Regions from separate parts of the Xenopus laevis genome. Here region 1 is linked to region 2. Evidence: chromatin contacts called from public Hi-C data. All regions are on one chromosome and are shown on one strand. Each heading gives the region's core, a stretch centred on a gene start, on an enhancer-like site or on the middle of the called end of the contact. The rest is flanking DNA. Distances are from core to core; before and after follow the strand shown.

Region 1 (3,066 bases), core at 46-2,545, 190 kb before region 2:
CACATTTTTGTAATTATGTTTCCAAATCAACTCTAGCCAACTCTTGTAGGGATTCAGTGCTGCCTGGAGATATACCTTAAGTGAAGGAACATACTCAACTTTTTATATAATGGCAGCAGATAAGGACAAAGTTACACTATATATATAAATAAGAAACTGGTAGGTCATGTCATGTTATTTAATTTCCCATAGGTGATTTACATGGTATTCAGGGTTTAACAGTAAGGTTAACGGACCCAGTGGCTTCTAAGAGGCCAGGTATAAAGTGGGCCTAGTGTGGTCCAGATTAATTTGGGTGTCCATTTTACACACTTACGGTTTGGGTTGGTTTAACACATTTTTCCATAGGATCCATAACTGTAGAGCTGCACCACTGTATTCACTAGAACAAAACCACACACACAGCGCTTTGATTTAGGTGTGTCAGGATTCACTTTACTCCACCAGGTTCTGACTAGCCCATAGCCTTTGCTCTCAACCAGCCTGTTTTACTAATGAATATGCATAAAATGTATATATCAAGAACTTGGTAATATACATGCAGTCAATAAGCAAATATTGTTGTTATTTTTTTTACAGGCAAAAAATATAGAGCTTATATGAATAAATAGCCACAACCATTCTAAAGTATGTAAAAATGGTAATAATAAAAGGAAATTAAAGTGGTCTCTGAATTAAACCTGATTTTCCATAAAGGCTTGCAGACTTGGAAAAAAGAATCACATGCTAATGCAATTGTAATGCCATGAGCCCAAAATTATGCAACTACAACTCACACAAAAACCAGCACCTTTATATGGTCACTGAATGTGTCAGTGACATAACAGGGCTAATTTATGTGCAATTTTGAGTGCAATTTCCATGCCCCCGCCCCCATAATGTTGTATTTCCCCCAAAATTACAGTGTTGTTGCAGTCACAAAGTGGACAACTGCACCTGTGGTCATAAATGAGCCATATGATATCCATATATTTTACATTAGGTGTGCATTATTTACTATCTATAATGTAATGTGCCTTTAATAGGCATTTGTTCATTCTCGTCCACATAATAACTGTAGTTCAACCTCCATGCCTGTAGCCAAATGGCACAAAATGTGAATGCTCAGACATCCCTCCAAATGATCACATTACTGAAGAATATCACAATATTACTGAGCCAATTGTGCTCTCTATAATGTTGGGGGCGAGGGTATAATATGGGCAAATTAGTGCGTGCCCAGTCCTATGTGCAGAGAAGCAGATCCTCCCTGTATAGGTGAGATGTTCATGTCCAGTTCTGTAGATACTGTAGTTGTGGAAGTTCCATGGGACAATAGAAGAATCTGCATTACACACTTCTTAGTGACAAACCTTTTATCATGGAAAGGCCATCTCCAGTTTCAGGTTTCCCCACTATTGTTGTTCATTTTTCTGTTTGACTATTTATGATCCTTTGCTGTTCACCTACCTAATAGATAGTGTTACAAAACAATTGTAGAAGAACAATTCACCTCTTCTACAGTGTGATTTTATTTGCCATAGGGAGTCTTGTATGGTTTTTGGACCAGATGTTATCACTATCTCCAGGCTGCATTCAATGTGTTTTGTTTTCATGAGTTTGATATGAATCAACCTACACATGGGAAATTGCTGAAACTGAATTAGTGGATTAATGATTTCAAGTAAAGCCTAGTATGATGTTGTTTGTAAAGCACAGAATGTCTCCAATGCAAGTATCCACACGTTCAGAGGGAAACCAGGAAGCTTTTGGCATATTTAAACCATGATACATCTGCTTTCTTATCAATTGTTTTCTAAAAGAAAAATAAGTTGAAGTTAGAGGAAAATAATAAGCACAGTGGAAATGTATCCTAGATTCAGGATTATGAGCTACATTTGTCTCCATGGTCTGTGAAAATAAATATTGTGGTAATTAGACTTGATGATTCTTTTTAGATGCTCTATATACATGTATATAGAAAATAACCTGTTACTGCAAAATATAAAGAAGTCACCAAGAAGTTTTTGATCATATAAATGCAAGAAGATGCCTAGATGAGTTGTGCGACATAAGTGACATCACTGAACACCAGAAATGATGATGACATCATTAATCATTAATCATTAATTATGGAGAACAAAGTATATTGCTGAAGGGCTACTGCACACATAAATAATTTGAGTATTTCGTGGCCTTGCAATTTCTTTACAATTAACTTTTTGGACTTAATAAGGCCATTTTTCTGTAACATGTACCTAAAGCAGGGCCCTGCCAGGTCTGAAACATGCAGTGGCACGCTACTTTAAATCAACTACACTTTTTTGTATTCTAAAGGCTCTCTAGTGGATGCCCTATGGTATTATACAATATTAATTTAAGAACAAGTAAAGATTTAGTTCACATACAGCTCTCAGAAAGATTCAAACAATTTGTAGCCAATTCCTTTGCTGTGTGGGTTAAAAAGAGCTCAGGTGCCCTCTGTTGGACACAAATAAAACATACTGTGGCATTGAATAGGTGTTCCACTTTTTATATAGTTCACATCATATTCAAGTAGCACCTTTTAGCCTATGGCTGTCCCATAATTGTGTGGTGCAACAATTATAAATATTGGATTAAAGTGGTTGTCAAAGAAACATATTTATTCAGCATCTCTCCAGTTTACAATTTAAGCAGTCTGATTGCTATGGTCCAGATTACCCTAGCAACCATGCACTGATTTGAATAAGAGACTGGAATATTAATAGAAGAGGGCCTGAATAGAAAGATGAGCATTAAAGAGTAGCAATAACAATACATTTGTAGCCATAAAGAGTATTTGTTTTTAGATGGAGCCAGTGACCCCCTTGTGAAAGAGAATCAGAAGAAGAAGGCAAATAATTCAAAAACTATAAAAAATAAACAATTGGTTTTAAAGACCAATTAAAATTTTGCTTAGTATTATCCATTCTATAATATACTAAAAGTTACCTTAAAGGTGAATCACCCATTTAACTAAACCAATAGGCTTGTTTTGCTTCCACTAAGGTACTGGTTAAATAAATACTGGTTAAAGTGTAAATTATTTGATTAAAATGGAGTCTA
Region 2 (2,989 bases), core at 281-2,780:
TCTACGGCGCAGGGATGTCCGTCCCACTATGTCTCTTACCACATAGCACTTTGTCTTGATATGAATTCTGTGTATATTGATTATGTGATTTGTCTCCCCTGTGTATACTTTTATATTTATTGTACTTTTATGCGGCTCCTTAACAAAGCTTTACAAATAAAGTTATATATACATACAAAGATATATTACCCTAAAGTTCTAACCATTCAACAATAACATCATCATAAAACATATCTTAGGAAGGAGCTTACACCAATCACTATATTGTTAAATGTCAGGCACCCAGTATTGTAATTTTTTCTTTTTGTATTTATTTTTTAGCTTTTTTTTTTTTTTTTTGAGCTGGCTTATTTCCAGTTTGTTTGTAGGTGCTTGTTTAAAACCAGTTTGTATCCAGCATCATCTCACAAGAAATGCAATTGTGATGTTAATGTTTAGGCGTCATGCCCCAAAACCTGTGAGAACATATCCAAAGATAACTGTGAGAGCATATCCAAGGATAACTGTGAGAGCATATCCAAGGATATGCTTCTGGTTAATCAATCCAAATATCACTCTTCATACAACTCCATTCATTTGTGCACATACAAAATAAACCACTGTTGGAATGGCTAGCATTTAAAATGATGCAACAAGTTTATCACTTATCAGTTAATCAGCAGGATGATAACGTTTTTTAACTCACTGACCGGCTCATCAACTCATCAACAAATGAAATGGGCATGTCTACCATGCAAAATTGAGGAACATACATGGGGGGACCCACAATTTGGCATGGGAAGGCATAAGAAATATTCAGAGGGTACTCCAGGCCTATGAAGTTATGTCAGTGCTGCATTCCTTTATATTTTATGAAGAAGTTAGTGCTTACCCAGTGTTGGATCCCGTGCTTTCCTAGCTAATGCGGTGGTTGCCCAGTGTTGAACTGGTCTTCAGGGATATTTCTTGGTGGCACCTTTCCCTTTCTACAGCTCAGAGCAATAACTCTTTTCTACCTTTTCCAGGTTATGTTTGTGTTTTAATTTATTCCAAGCAGTGAGAAAGATAGGAATGAGTCAGTTTAGGAGTCTATGAAGGTGCAGCTTTATTGTGACATGAGAACCAAGGGCAGCTTGTGCTAGTAATGGAACAAATAAAAGAGCACAGCTGATCAAACAGATTAAGTTCCGAATGTCCTTTTATAGAAGGTACCACTCTGATTGCTCTGATATCTTTATGTATCATTTGTGTTCCATAACTGGAATCTAGTGAGTAAATTGTTTTGAAAAAAAAACAGTGCCTTTATGGTGGTTAAATGACAACTGCCACAAACTACTTATGAACAAAGAATGCGCCCAATCCTATTGATGCTAACATCAGGAGTTTTGCACCTTTTTGCACTGCACTCCAGCAACAAATTTTCCTTTATTATTCTATAGCCCTTGACACTCAAAATAAGGGTAATGTACAGAGGCTATCTATGATAGATAGAGATGATATGTAGATAAGGGGTAGGAAGTAGTAAAATCTATAGAAAGTGTAACACAACTAAGGAGGGGGGCGGACCCGTGTGCAGGCCGTGCAGCCAGGCCCCCCCTCCGGATGCAGTTTTCTGTGCGTCTGCGTCCGGAGGGCCCCAAGGGGGGTGTAGGCCCGGGTGCAGTTATGCCCCTGATATTAAGGCAGAGACTGAAGCCTTGATGCGCTAACAGTTTGCTGCCTGATTCCCCTATAGGTTGTAACTACATCTCCCTCTAGTGGCATTTTAATGCACTTAATTTTCAACTTTGTGATGATATTTAAAATACTAGTGACACGCAAAATGAAAACTTTGCATGAAACTATTTGTATCTATTATGTACAAGGATACAACAGTATTTATTTTTTTTATAATGGAAGTCCTCTTTTTTATTGCAGTGTGTCGCAAATGGGCTGCAATCTTTGCATCTATTGTCTAATGGATCCTTAGAAAATATAAAATGGCCCATGGGAATCCCAAAGTATTAATTAAATCCAACTTAATGGGAAATATAAGTACATCTAATGGGAGATTCATTCTCTGCCAAACATGTATCAATGTCATTTTTCTCATAAAGTATGACTATTACTACAGGTCATGTAGTAGTTACAGGGCCCATTGCAGTATTGTGTAGGCAATTATTTGACCACATACTTTAATAGTGGACAGTCATGTGCTGGCTTTGCTGTCACTACATAGATTGTATGCTCTGATGGGACAGGACCTTCATCTTTCTGTGTAGTCTTATCTTTGGCATTGCATATATTTGCACTGTTGTGCTGAGTGTGTTATAAGAAATGTACAGCACTGCATACACAACAGTAGTTTATCTAGAAGCCAATAGTCCCCACTTAGCCGGGTTCAAAAACATATACTATAATAGGTCAATACATTGTGCAAAGGCCCCTGGGTCCCTCTACAACTCTACCCCCACCTTCCTAGTGTTTTGCAAGGACCACTTATTGTTTCATCCCTGCAACACAGCTAGAATAAACTTGTGCTACTAAATTATAGCTTCTTGGAACTGCCAAATGGGCACATGCTGAATAGAGATGTCATTATAACAGGCATGATTATAAAGTTGGCACTATATTTACCTGCTATGTCATCTGGGATGCACGTAATTGGCATTGCATGTATATAGTCATATGTTCTAGGGTATTATACATGTAACTGGCCCTTGGAAATCATTGAATATGGCTTTAATCAGCCTCCCCAAACACAAAAATCACATTCTGCTTATGGGCACATGCCCGTTATACTCCAAACAAAAGTGTGCAGTTTTGCTAGTATGCATCACTAACAGTCATTGAAGTTTCATACTTTCCAGGTGATTCTGAAAAAAGTGCAACTCTGCATATAAAAACACCTCTGTGAGAGGCACCTCATTCATTTTACCCACAATACAGTATTGTTGCCAAAAATTCCAGCACACTTCAGGGCACCAGCAAGTAGTGTGTAATGCAACTTATATGCAATTTACCAGCACAG

Evidence for each region. Hi-C and Micro-C count contacts between places; a contact is called where the count stands out from the background.
Region 1: a Hi-C map of the XL177 cell line shows a contact between it and region 2, with 3 times the contacts expected there. The contact joins two enhancer-like sites. A contact is called at or near these places in 2 of 4 Hi-C or Micro-C datasets (the XL177 cell line and the XTC cell line).

What each region holds. Positions count from the first base shown.
Region 1 is chr9_10L:83,714,325-83,717,390 of Xenopus_laevis_v10.1, reverse strand. No RefSeq gene overlaps it. Among protein-coding and RNA genes, the nearest start is that of sh3bp4.L, 33 kb to the left of the region's middle. Within about 2 kb of position 1,295, at least 1 of the 7 cell types and tissues checked has an H3K27ac peak or open chromatin away from gene starts, as enhancers often do.
Region 2 is chr9_10L:83,526,787-83,529,775 of Xenopus_laevis_v10.1, reverse strand. No RefSeq gene overlaps it. Among protein-coding and RNA genes, the nearest start is that of trpm8.L, 14 kb to the left of the region's middle. Within about 2 kb of position 1,530, at least 1 of the 7 cell types and tissues checked has an H3K27ac peak or open chromatin away from gene starts, as enhancers often do.